Regions from separate parts of the Cyprinus carpio genome. Here region 1 is linked to region 2. A link is a contact called in public Hi-C data. All regions are on one chromosome and are shown on one strand. Each heading gives the region's core, a stretch centred on a gene start, on an enhancer-like site or on the middle of the called end of the contact. The rest is flanking DNA. Distances are from core to core; before and after follow the strand shown. Region 1 overlaps wt1b (WT1 transcription factor b). Region 2 holds the start of LOC109069418 (transmembrane gamma-carboxyglutamic acid protein 4-like).

Region 1 (7,524 bases), core at 267-2,766, 43 kb before region 2:
GAGTTCTGCATCTGAACAAAGCCTCTTATCTTGTGGCCTGTTAAATATCAATTTAGCTTTTAAAAGCCTTTAGAGGAAAGCTTTAAACTAAAGTTATAAACATGCATACATGCACACTATTCTCTGGACAGTATCAGTTTTCTCAAGCTCTGATGGATCTTGATTCAGGCCATACAAACACTACAGACTGAAGCAGTAGCCATGTTTTCATCACCGTATTTTTATGCACATTTTGAAATATCACATAAGAAAACAGTGATGAAAAAAAATCCTTTTAATTCACAAAAAAAGTTTTTATGCTCACTCGAGGTGGTTTTTAAGTGTGAAAAGGGTTCATGCGAATAAAGGGAGATGGAAATGGATCTTGCAAAAAAGTTCCTCCATGTCCATCAAAAAAGTCAAGTGACTTGAAATGTTGTTATGGTTATTCTTAATAACCTGAGCAAAGTCTGTCATCAAAGTATTTCTGTATAATTGTCTTAGGCAGCATCCACCTCTGAAAGCAATGACCGCTTTTTTGTGTTTCGTCTGAGGCACTTTTAATTTATTATATATGGAAATTATTATATTCATTGGTCAGAAAGCTCTCAGATTTCATCAAAAATATCTTCATTTGTGTTCTGAAGATGAACGAAGGTCTTATGGACATGAGGATGAGTTATTAATGACAGATTTTTCATTTTTGGGTGAGCTATCCCTTTAATTACAACGCACTTAATGTGTGCACAAGTAAAATGGATATGAGTTTGTCTCTGTGTTTGAGTGTGTGTTTTTGCAATCACCCACCTGTACTCCTCTGAACACACCATGTGTGTGTATGTGATACTGAGTGCTGCAGTTGTACAACAGCGGAGCTCCTGCAGACGCTTCGGCCTCATAACCACCGCTGTGACTGGACACAAAGACAGAGAGTAGTTACACATAACTGCAGTTATTCATAAAACAAAACCGCTCACAGAGAACAGAGAGACTTCTCAAACAGAGCTGACATATTATCTAGTGCGATGTAAATATGACTCTATAACCTATAAAAGATTCTCAGAAAAGGCAGATTTGAACATGTCTTAATAGCTCTGCTATATATGAATCAGCTTTTCCTCCTTATTAACAAAAGGATGTTGTTATATCTAAAAATAACTGTGTAAAACAGCCTCAACTGTCATTAATGATAGTAAAGTAAAAGATGAGTCTGGAGGGGGATTTGTAGTGTGGGCAGTAACGGATGAAGAGCTGAAGACCTATAAAGCTTTTTCTTTTCTGACTCACTTCACACCTCAAACTACACAATTTTCAGCCATTGCTGGTCCAGTCCTCCCACAGCCCAACCATTCATCCCTTCAGCAGATAAACACCCTGTTGTCATGTCATTGGGGTGAGGAAGGGGGATACCAAATCTTTTATCTGGACAGCCGGCATAAATATTCTGTCCAGTGTCCCAGTCACCTACTCATCTGTCTATAGACAAGCACATATTCACTCAATCACTAAATTCCCAAAATGCTTTGGGACTTCCCCTCTGCCCTTCAGCTACTCTACATCTCTTTATTTCAACATCTCTCTGTCTCTCTCTCACACACAAAAACATGCTGCCCTGAACTGCCCCTTCAACACATCCAAGGTCAGACACTCTATCTGGGTTGGACTGGTTGACTGAGCAGGATCCATTCCTATCTCCTCTGCTGTCAGCGCAGCATGATTCATGCTCCTACTTCAGTCTGTACTTTTGTTTCAAAGTGCTGTCACATCAGAGGACAGTGAGGCCTTCCTTCAAAACAGACACTAATTAAAATAGGGCAGACGACGGCTGAGAAGACAAGAAGAAAATGGGAAGAGAGGTGAGGGGGGGTGTAAAAATAATAAGGGGGGTCTTTCTGTCCTTCTTAAAGAAAGGAAAGTTTTGTAAAGGAGGGGATGGAAAGGAAAGGAAAGGAAAGGAAAGGAAAGGAAAGGAAAGGAAAGGAAAGGAAAGGAAAGGAAAGGAAAGGAAAGGAAAGGAAAGGAAAGGAAAGGAAAGGAATTCAAATAATTTGAGGTTATTTTTTAAGCACAGGTGCTGATATGAGAACGTCTGTACCTCTTTATGCTGGGTGTCAGCGAGCTGACGGGATTCCAGGTAACACGTTCCAACTGAGACGTCATTTGGTAGAGATTATCACTGCCAGGACAGAAGAGATCAATCACAGTCATGTGACGTCACTTTCATGGCTCAGCTTCTCAAGAAACACAACACTTTTAAAAGGAAGGAGGCACACCAAAAATAGGAATTTTGATTTGTAAATCAATGTTTTTTTTCATTCCATGTTATTTTTCTGGTTCCTATGCTGATTAGAAGTGCAGATTTGTCAGCAATGTGTTGTGCTGGTGTCTCTTTCTAATCATCACCGCTGATTCATAACTGTTTTCTAAGGAAGCAGCAAAACTGGAGGCTTGTTTGGCACAGTGGAAACACACATTGCTGCGTTTCACCACATGTTGTGAAGTGTTGCGTCTCAGCTAGCTCTCACGTGGTCCTGGCTGGCGAGATGAGTGCCTGGCACAGTCATGTAATAGTGTGATGTCACAGAGATTTCTGGGTATTGTGGGGAGGATTTGGGGAAATGATCTTGACTCATACGCTGTCTGTCCCTTTTCTGTGGGCTGAAGTAGCAGATTTTGAAGGTCAGCCAGATTCTTAGAGGTACAAAATGTATCAAAATACACTATTATTTATTATTAACGATAATAATGATGATTTAATAATAGTTGTTGTGGTTGCAACCATTTAGTTAATTATTTATAGTTGAATAATAATATAATGTAATATAATATAATTATCAGAAAATAAAGTAGTTGGTGGTGGTGTTGCCACATTGCTTTCCAATAAATAAAGTGTTTCAAAATGCAAGAGACCGTTTCTATGCCAAACACTGGTAAAAATAAGGTGGAATTTCCCTTTTCGCTCCCCTCTAATCTAACTTTATTGGCAAGAAAAGGAGGTCTGTGAGGTCACCGGAACACACTGCAACAGGACCAGGCTGATGCAAGCGAGTTTCCAAAAGCACTGCTGTACTCCAGACAGCAAGGGCAATAGTGGGGATGTTGCAATCACGTCTTATCAAAACTGGATGCCTTATTTCGGGTTCTGTGATCTGCTTTTCTCTAAACAACATGAGAGAAGTATTTGAAGAATGCACACTAATTCCTTTGGGACTGATGAAAAGCTACAGTTCTCTTTAACTGCTGCTTCTTCTTCTTCACCTTTCTTTTAAGGAATCTTTTATCCTATTAATTGATACTTTCATTAAGCAAAGATGAATTAAATTGATCTAAAGTGACAGTAAAATTATTCAGTGTAACAAAATTTTTTTTCAAAAAATGCTGTTCTTCTTACCTTATATATCATTGTTTCCACAAAATATATATAATCATTTTCACAAAAATATTAAGCATTACAACTGTTTTCAACACTGATACTAATCAGAATGATTTGTGAAGGATCATGTGACACTGAAGACTGAAGTAATGATGCTGAAAATTCAGCTTTGCATCACAGGAATAAATTACATTTGAAAATATATTCCAATTAAAATATTTATTTTAAATGATAATACTATTTCAAAAACTTTTGAAAACGGCAGTTTTGAATGGTAGTGTAAAATGTTATATAATGATATTCTGCTTTCCTCTTCTCACAATAAAGTTCATCTTTTGAATACATAACTCTTTCTCTCTGTCCTCTCGTGTCTCTGGGGAGGGCCAGGCAGAGATGGGAAGAGGAATTTGGAGGAAAAGGGCAGTAGATCACTGTGAGTGTATTTTGGCCTGCTGAGAGCTGCTGTGCAGTTCTTAACCTTTGTGCAGGCAGCAAGACTCACTGCAGACTTACTCAGGATTTATCTGAGCCATCCAGACTGGGCCTCACTGACGTTCAGTTCAGTCACTCAGAAACCAGAGGGGGCTGTGCCACGGCCAAATCACAAATCAGCAATATACATATTTTACTTCTTACATTAATTAATGCGCCTTTTTAAAAAAACGTCCCAAGTTCAATTCAAGTTCATCTCTATCAGCAGCATATATGACGTGTTGTTAATTACACAGAAAAGAAACGGTAATAACAGTATTTAGAGATCTATGGGCCAAAGCATTGCATTGGAATAAGCATTACAAAATACACGCTGTGTAACAATTTTACAATTATTTCAACCAAATATCAACAACTATCTGTATAGTTTTAGCATGTTAATGGCATTGGCTTTGGGAGACTAGATCTGCCATGCTGCTGATGAGCCAATATGGACTTTTTACTGCCAATAATTAGACCGACTGTGAGAATGTAAGATATGCTGCTGCTGCTGCTGCTGCAGGAATAAACACTCCATAGCAGATCTAGACAGGTGGAGCTGTGGGACGTGGAGGGTTTAGAGCATGAAAAGTAAATATGTAAATGCTTGCTTCATGAATTGGCACTCATAAAGAGCATAGCAGATCTAGAAAGGTGGAGCTGGGGGAGGTGAAGGGTTTCAGAGCGTGAAAAGTAAGTGATGTAAATGATAGCAAATGATGTTACCGATAGTAGATCAAATGTATAGGGCTTAAGGCATGAAGATGTGAACATTGTGTATTGGTAATATATATCCAGTAATATATATGCAAACACAGTACAACATTTAAAGCGTTAGTTCACCCCAAAATGAAAATTCCGTTAGAATTTGTTGAAGCATCGAATATACATTTTGCTCCAAAAAATAACAAAATTATGACTTTATTCAGCATTTTGTTCTCTTCCGGGTCTGTTGTGAGTGCGTTCACAAAACAAGAAACAGTATTCTAAAGTGTCTAAAGTCTTGCTCATCTCAGGTCTGTTCATACTGAAAAGATAACACTTCAGCAGTGTTGTGAACGCGCTCACAACAGATCCGGAAGAGAAGAAAATGCTGAATAAAGTCATAATTTTGGTTATTTTTGGAGTTAAATGTATAGTCGATGCTTCAACAAATTCTAACGGCCCCTGTGATGTCACATGGACTACTTTGAAGATGTTTTTATTACCTTTCTGGACGTGGACAGTATACCGTACATACATTTTCATTGTAGGGTCAGCAAGCTCTCGGACTAAATCTAAAATATCTTAAACTGTGTTCTGAAGATGAACGGAGGTCTTACGGGTTTGGAACGACATGAGGGTGAGTCATTAATGACATAATTTTCATTTTTGGTTGAACTAACCCTTTAAGTTTTATATGAAATGAGAAACCAGAAGTATATCCTCCTAGATCAGTAGCGCCAACACTAAAATAATAATTTACATCATTGCTCTTCATTTTTTACCGTCATTGTCCACAACAATATTCGAAGGCTCATAACCTTTCCATTTTTTTACCCACTAATTATACTCTATAAAATATTTTAGAGCTTGGCATAACTACAAAAATGTATAACATGTTTATATAACATGGCCATGCATCTCTAATATTTAAAACATAAAAGACTATATTAAAGGAGATATAATATTTAGAGGTTACTCTACAATAAAAACATATTGCAAGTTCACTTGCCTCTCTGAAAGATGCAACACCCCTTGAAATGTGTGTTCATGGCAGAGAGTGAAAATGAAACCTCTAGAAACATAATAGATCTGAATGTGCATTCCATGACCCATTTAAAGTCATCTTGAGCAACTCCTTGGAAGTTTTTTGAGAATCACAGATTTAGACAATATACAGCCTAATATCTCCGCTTTCGAACCCTCCAGAATACCTTTGAGATTTCTGCGTGTTTTTGCAGACTGAGGGACAAGCAGAAATTTTCTGTGACCCGCCTCAGATGCTGTTGTTAGATAACATCTAGGAATATCGCTTTCTTTCAACAGTTGCATAAACAATTTGGCGTATTTTTGTAACTTTTTGTAATTCGTGGCTGCTTCCTCTATGATGCAATTTATTGCACTTTTATTGTTATTATTTCATGCACGATGAATCACACCTTGGGATTCAACTCAACAATTAACTCGATATTTACTCAAGTAAAGTTTCAAAACTCATAATTAGGAAATCATGTAATGCTTAATTACATCTCTTATTACACTAATAATCAACGGTAAAGAAGGTACCTGTTGAAGCTATTTCTCAAAAGCATGGTCTGACTGTCAGGAGGACTGTGGCACCCGTAGACAGGCGGTGGGACGGAGTACTGCTGCTCACCTGCATATTCACAAAATCAAAGCGCAAATTACAACACTCAAAAAGCATATATATAAGCAATATCTGAAAGAAAGTCCTCTTCAAAGACCTCATACTTCAGTTTTCCTGTTTACAAGTGAAACAAAGCGTTTTACAGCAGAGCTAACAGAGAGTGTGGCCTCATCTTTACTGCGGTTATCCAAACAGCGCAGGGCTCCCTGAGACCATAAAGCAGTCAGCAGAGTTTCTGAGAGCACTCTGTTCATTTCTTAGGGCAATAGGCAGGGAATCAGTCCCTTGGCAGCACTAAACATTCTTCTGCACATCCACAATTCTGCTTCCTCCTCTCAGCTGCCCGAAAAAATGAGTGGCGGTAATTTATGCCAGCATAATTTATGCTTAATGAACTTAGAAACGGTTGCATACAGTGTTATGAGTGTTCGAGGACAGAGACAGAGAGGTAAAAATGAGAGCAAGGGGGGAAAAATATGCCTTGACATTAAAACTCCATCTGACACTTAACCTCGAGATGATCCGTGCGGATACAGTGGTCTCCAGATAGCTATACCTCTTATTTGTCATACTATACTTAAATGCACACTCACAAATTCACTCTATTCTACATAGCCTTAGTGAAAAACAAGTACATTTTAGCATAACTTTTAAAAGAGATTTTTGTAATAATACACTTCAAATCAATATACGGACACTTTTTGGACAATTGCATGATTTTTAAAAGTGTACATCGAGAAACATGTTCATGAAAGTGTACTCTTAAAGCACTTTTTATTTAATTAATAATATATTATCGGCAAGTACAGTGTTTTTAATATACTTTAAAAAAAGATTAAGATTTGAAGTACACTAGAAGTACACTACATTCAATACAATTCAGCACACTTATTTTTCACAAGGGAGTGCAAAGCATTTATAGGTGAAGTGCGTGATATTGTGCTGTGTCAGACTGGTCAGGATGCTCAAACAAACTGTATTTACACTGTACATGGAAATCAACCTGCAAAGGCTTTACTTTTGCCTCATCCTTTATTCAAAAGCATTTACTGCTTTATATGCCACACTGAGAATATATTTTCTTTACCCATGGTGCTTTGGGGGGACATGGGGTCCTCGTGTTTGAAGGTATTGTTGGGGAACGGTGAAGTGTGGTGAGCAGGTGTGTGTCCATAACTGGGAGCTCCGTCTAATTCTACTGTACCATAACCTGAGAGAAAGAGACAAAGAAAAACAGAGAACACATTAGCGTTTTTTGTTCTCAGTGAAATCCACCTTTTCTCACTGAATGCATGTCAGCTGACTCTATTTCTCCTTTTGAAGAATTGTGTATTGTTCTTTGTTTACAAGT
Region 2 (6,884 bases), core at 949-3,448:
AGTAGCATTAAAATAGATACTAGTAGGTTTTGCATTAAATGTTAAAACAGCTTGCCATAGTATGCTGCGGCAACAGTGTCCAGACCCCTGCTGAAATAGTGCAGCCTATTACTGTTCAATTAGCACCAGTCTCCAGGAGGAGCACAAATACATCACTGCTGTTAAACTGGGGACTTTTCCTGGCTGAAGATCATCTGGGTGAGGCAGAGGAGGAGTTGCTTTCCCCAGAAAGCATAGCTATGAGGCAATCAGGTTATAAAGTGATGAGGTTTGTCTGTGCTGCTTGATATGTTCAAGATATTTATACAAATGTATTTGTTTTTTGCGGTCTCCATGGAGCATGAAGTCATCTTTTCAGCTGCATGGTAATTCATTGAGAGCCTTGCTGATGTTTCATAGATGACATGAACATACATACGGTCCTGGTAAATGTTTTTTATATAGTTCAAGACGTGCTTCTGTACATTTAACAATGCTCTTGGGAGTTGTTTGGACCAGAAATAACTGAGGTTAATTACAAACATGCAGTCTGTAATTATATCCTGCACTCCTCAAGGGTCAGAGACAGTGCTTTAGTCTCCAGTTTACAATCTAGATTTTAGATGTCAGCTTAAGTCTGAAGATTGGAAATTGTCAATTTTCTCAGTATACATAAGTTTTTTATTTTTCTATTAGTGGTGTTCTCTACTGGTGTTGGTTGTAAATAAATAAATGCATACATACATATTTATTTATTTATTTAACTGAGCCAGTTGAAAAATAATAACATAACTAAACTAAAATGACAAAAAATGACTCAAACTGAGAGAAACACACAACAAAATTAGTAAGACGTCAACTAAAATTAAAATGAAAACCAAAAATATAAAAATAAAAACAATCCTTATATATATATATATATATATATATATATATATATATATATATATATATATATATATATAGTGATTTATATATATATATATATATATATATATAAACCTATAATAGTATCTCAGTGATATTAAAATAACGAGTAAACTATATACTATGAAATAAAGGTAAAAAGTTATTTTCAGGAAATAATTAATGAATTAATTGTTTCTCATTAAAAAAAAATAGTTTAATATTTTGTGTTACTATTTACATTTAATTTTATAGAATGTTTTGATTCACACGATTCTGAAAATTAAATTAAACATTTGCTCAAAGCTTTTAAACACAAGAACTGTGGACAGAAAGTTTTCATTGCCATCTAGTGGTTCATGAAAGTAACATCCACCTGTGGCTGGATAAATAAGAAACAATAAAACAATAAAAAGGAAACTCTGACATCATTTACTCAGCCTCAAGCTATTCCAATCCTGTATGAATGTCTTTCTTCTGCAGAACACAAAAGAATATATTTCGACAAATGTGTGTAACCAAAGATTTGATGGTCCCTGTTAACTTCATTTGTATCCTTTTTCCACACTGTGGAAGCCAGTGGGGTCCATCAGCTGTTCACTTAATCATACTCTTAAAAATAAAATTTCAACAGAAGAACAACTTGAGGCAGATTAATGTTTATTTTTGGGTAAACTATCCCTTTTTCGAATTTTTCGTATATATAATTTTATTGTTCCTTAATTGCGAATAAGAAATTTGGTAAACAAACTAAAAGGTTAACGTGTCTAAGAGCCTTGTCTCTTTTGTTTTCATAAAATCTAGGCTAATAATGTCTTCACAGTGGAGAAAACATATTTACTAAAGTTAAAATCAAAATTACAATCAAAACTGTCAAAAATGACAAACGTCATGAATGTAAGCTTGTTTAGCACTGACAGGATAGATGCAAAATGTTAAAATAAACCCCATTAGTAGAGTATGTGAAAGCACCCATGCAGTTTCGAGTGGGAATAAATTAAGAATCCTACTATGACGAAGGCTTTTTTTTTTTTTTTTTTTTTTTTTTCAGTTACATAAATTTGAAAATTTTGAGAATTCGCTCACAACGTCGGCCTTTCGGCGAACCAAGTAGTCGTTCTACGCAAACGTCATATAACGTAATAAATATTCATGAGCTAATCCTTCGTCATAGTAGGTTTCGGTGAAATCGGGATTTGCAGCGATCGATTATTCAAGTCTGAGCAGGTGTTTCCCAGTTCAGCCGTGTGTGTGTGTGTGTGTGTGTGTGTGTGTGTGTGTGTGTGTGTGTGTGTGTGTGTGTGTGTGTGTGTGTGTGTGTGTGTGTGTGTGTGTGTGTGTGTGTGTGTGTGTGTGTGTGTGTGTTGTAAACGGAAACTGTAACGTTAATTTCCTGGAACGCAACAAATGACTTTTCGTCCAAAACATGAACGTCTTCAGGTGCTCTGTGGAAATTAATTAAAGTCGAACGCTAACCCTATTCTCTGGAAATATAAACTAACACCGAAAGGTGAGTACTTTGATAAGCTTCCTTCACATTCTTTCGGTTTCGACCTTTAAAGCTGAAGACTTTTTCATATTAAAATCGAATTGGAATCTCAACTTCTGGAATAGCACAACATGGGTGTGTGTGTTTCCATTACGAGAATTAAACATGATGCTTTTATTAAAGTAAAATTGTAGTAACCAAGGTTTTTTTTTTTTTTTTTTTTTTTTTTTTTTCTTCTCTTCTTATTGCGTATTTCAGTGGAATTCAGTCTTGTTTTCCTTGTGGTTGAGCAGATTTTTGTCCTTTTCTCCCACAGTTGACTAGAAATGCTTATATTTGTCCTCCTGCTGTGTCATTTCACTTTATGTGGACACTGTGCATGTGTGAGAAAAACCCTGCAAACACCAGCAGATCAAGACAGTGAAGGTGGGCAATGCTTTCAAACATTTACATTTTGTTTTTAAACACAATAACGAATGCACATACTCCTGTTAAAATCCTAGCATGATCTAAGATAGGATAAGATATGATAAGTGACTTAGTGTATGTATTTTTATGCTTATGTATGCAGATGAACTTTACATCTCTATCAAAGTTTAAGTATATGTAACATTATGTCTGATTATTGCATGACACTGTATTTTCAGTCACATTTGACGTATTTATTGGTGCTGTGTAGTGTTTGTTGTGGACCAGGAGGCCAACACATTTTTAGGACGTCGCCTGCTGTTCAACCGCTTCGACTTCGAGGTCTTCACCCCGGGGAATCTAGAGCGGGAGTGTAACGAGGAGATATGCAGTTACGAGGAGGCTCGGGAAGTCTTTGAGAATATCCCTGATACAGTTGAGTAATCCAGTTATTATTGTTGACTAATGAATTTTATTCATTACACAGGCTGTGACAACCACTCCTAGTTAAACGACATTGTCATGTGTACTTGCCCATGGGTTGGATTTGGGCAGATAACAGTACAAGTGAGGATGATGATTAAAAAGTGACACCAGCGACACACTCCTTTCACTCCCAACATCTGATTATCAGTGCTTTTTGATATTAACACCCATTTGTTTATTTCATACTGGACATGAATTTAATTCGCATTTAATTTTTGGTTTGACAGAATGACTTTTGGAGGAAATATACAAAGGGTGAGTTTTTGTCATGCATACACCTGAATGATTAGAAAAAACACTCGACTCTTCAAATGTTTATCTACTAAAAGAAACCCGTTCATCCAGAGTTCTTTGCATATTATTTTAATATTCCCAGTTCACTAAAGTTTCATTTTAAACCATTTCTTCATTGTGTCGTCGTGTGTGTCTGAAAAAAAAAAAAAATCTGTGTTTTTTGCTTTCCGTTTGTGTGTAATCCTTTACATGTACACTATCAGTAAAATGTTTGGAATTATTAAGATTATTTGAATGTTTTTGGACTTTTAAGACTCTTAAGCTCACCAAGATTGCATTTATTTAATCAAAAATACAGTAAGAACAGTTATATTGTGAAATGTTATTTAAAATGACTGTATATTTTGAAATGTAACTTATTCATGTGATGCAAAGCTAATTTTTTTGCACCATTACTCCAGTCTTCAGTGTCACGTGATCCTTTTTACCAGTAGTGTATGTACTAACTTCTATTATTTCAAAGAATTTATGCACAAAGCACTGTCATATATATAAATAACAATAGTCATTAAATAAAAACTGTATTTTAAATGGACTTTATTATTAGATTTATGATAACTATTTCCTCCTGTATTCATAGATAAGGATGAATCCCAATCAAAAGTTGATGTGACAGCATTGCTGGTGGGCATCATCTCCGCTGGAGTCTTTATTGTTATAGTTGGCCTCCTCATCTGGTACTTGTGCCAGGGGAGGCATAAAGACCATGGCTTCCGAAGGTAAGGCTTCACGATAACAAGTGTGAAGCACATTCTCTATGTTGGGAATTATGAGAACTGAGTTTTCATTTACTGTAGGGACTGGAGAGACTGATTGCAGTGTTTTGCCTTTTAAATTTAGTTCATTTAGACGTCGATCCAACCGAAGCAATGCCTCGGTGATCATCCGGAGACTGGAGGAGGTCTCTCTGCATCCTATTCCTCACACAGGCTCAGATGCAAGCCCAGATGCTCCTGGTTTACCTTCTTATGAACAGGCCATCGCCATCAATGGACCACATGATGTCCCACCGCCACCGTATCCTGGGTACCAACACACCTTTTCATTTATTCTATTCCCTTATGTAATCTGTTTCATTTTATTATGTCATTTAGTTGCTTATTACCAACCATTTGACGTTTCTTCAAAATAAAAAAAACAATTTAAGTATGTATGTTAATTGCCAAAACAGGCAGCAATTCACGGTTAATTGTTTCGCTTGAGAGCAGAGTGTTAATCATTGTCTGTTTCTAAATGCTAAATGAAAAGAATAATTCACCAAAAAATTAAACAAGGCAAGGCAAGGAAATGCAACTTTACATATACTAAACAGAGGAGTTTGTTTCTTCATCAGATTTGGAGAAGTGTAGCTTTCCATCACTTGCTCACCGATGGATGCTCTGCAGTGAATGGGTGCCGTCAGAATGAGAGTCCAAACAGCTGATAAAAACATCACAATAATCCACACCACTCCAGTCTATCAATTAACGTCTTGTGAAGTGAAAAGCTGTGTGTCTGTAAGAAACAAATCCATCATTAAAGCATTTTAATTTCAAACTTTCACTTCCGGCCGAAAATATGAGTCCGTAATCTATAATGACGGTTCCTCTAGTGGCTAAAGGCCATGCATTGTTGTTCTTTCGCATCAAAATCCACCAACATATTTGTTTAGAACTATTCATAACTCTAAACTGTTCCAGACCAGACAACATTTCCACCTTGAAACAAAAAATAAACTATATAACACTAACAAAGCAACATTATCTAAAGATTATTTTTTATTTTAGCAATGTTTTGAAGTTTAAAACTCCTTAAGATGGTAATTGATAGACTGGAGTGGTGTGGATTATTGTGATGTTTTTATCAGCTGTTTGGACTCTCATTCTGACGGCACCCATTCACTGCAGAGCATCCATTGGTGAGCAAGTGATGGAAAGCTAGGCCTGAGAGAGAGAGTAAAAATTTCAGAAAACTGATGAATGTTGCTGCCTGTTTTAAAATATATTTTACACAAGCAACAATCTTTTTTTTTTCATTCTTGTTAAAATGATTACACATCTAATTCCACACGTCTTATATCTGTCCACAGTTCCAGGCCAGGCAGCATCCGACGATAACCATATCATCGTTTTCCAAACTGAATCAGGACGGACTAAACCACTTTTTCTTTCTATGAACTGAAAATGTGTTAAACCAAAGGCGTTTGGATTTAATACACTGGAATAAACCACTAATATAAAGCTGCATTGCAGCGTTTAGTCATATTAGACAGTGAATTAAAATCACTGAACATCTCTGGATAGTGTAGACAGTTAGAGCTACCTAGAAAGATAACCTTTAAATCTAATTCTAAACCTTACAATTCTTTGTAATAGTTTTTCTTTAAAACTATAACCATTGAAAACCAGTTTTATATTAATAACTGTTACAATAAAAGACAGATCATAATGTTTTATTTAATATGGTGGGCTTTTATGAAGGGCAAATCATTTTATCCCTTTTCAGTATGTTATAGTCCATTTTAACGATCTAGTAGAGAGTGACGTAGAACCTGTGTATTTACTGGATCAGTATTTGGTGTCCATTCTGTGATCAGCACACCAAAAACAAGATAACCTCCTCTGACATCACGGCACTTCTGTCAGGCTGTGCATATAGATAACTAATTCTGTTGCTTTCGTTTTATTGAGGGATTTCAGTTCATTCTACTGGCATGAACACACAGCTTTAAAGGGCACTTTGCCAAGCGGCTGCTACTGTACAGGTTTCTGGAGGCTGAAGCATCCCTTTGATGCATTTTAAATGATAATGGCTGGGCTCTAGTGTTATCATTATAGGGATATTAATAGACTTTATAATAAACTTTAGTTTTTGTTTGAATATTTTTGTATATTAGTGTTGTCTTGTTACATTCTGGTGGATGATGAAAGTGCTTGGCATAATTATCACTAAAGCTATTACACCGAAATAACTTTTAGGTACAATGATAATACAACTTCAAGTTCTATGGAGAGTCAGATATTGTTTGCAGATGTAAGGCAGGTTAAAGTGTGTTATGAAAGTTCTGGGTAACTTACATTGGTGACATTTTAGAATAGGGAACACTTATTCAACATTTAACTACAACTTTTCCCTCAATAAATTCCTAATATGCTGCTTATTAAAAGGTAGTTGTTAAGTTTAGGTATTAGGGATGTAGAATAAGCCATTAATATGTGCTTAATTACTACTAATAAATGGCTAATATTCTAGTAATATGCATGCTTATAAGCAGTTAAGAGACCCTTAAATAAAGTGTTACCCTTACATTTACATAAAGCCTACTTAAAATCCCAAACAAGTG

The links. Hi-C and Micro-C count contacts between places; a contact is called where the count stands out from the background.
Region 1: a Hi-C map of liver shows a contact between it and region 2, with 2.9 times the contacts expected there. The contact joins the enhancer-like site here to the promoter of LOC109069418 in region 2. A contact is called at or near these places in 2 of 8 Hi-C or Micro-C datasets (liver and skeletal muscle).

The regions. Positions count from the first base shown.
Region 1 is chrB18:3,883,188-3,890,711 of ASM1834038v1, reverse strand. wt1b (WT1 transcription factor b) reads right to left here. Exons shown (of 9, transcript XM_042743724.1): 2 at 7,261-7,383; 3 at 6,092-6,182; 4 at 2,075-2,155; 5 at 787-892. Among protein-coding and RNA genes, the nearest start is that of wt1b, 5.9 kb to the right of the region's middle. Within about 2 kb of position 1,516, at least 2 of the 8 cell types and tissues checked have an H3K27ac peak or open chromatin away from gene starts, as enhancers often do. A contact at or near this core is called in liver, where this site is marked.
Region 2 is chrB18:3,841,828-3,848,711 of ASM1834038v1, reverse strand. It overlaps LOC109069418 (transmembrane gamma-carboxyglutamic acid protein 4-like), which reads left to right and starts at 2,198. Exons shown (of 7, transcript XM_042743599.1): 1 at 2,198-2,395; 2 at 2,691-2,800; 3 at 3,054-3,217; 4 at 3,496-3,523; 5 at 4,143-4,281; 6 at 4,403-4,588; 7 at 5,631-6,421. The coding sequence starts at 2,701. The coding sequence ends at 5,658.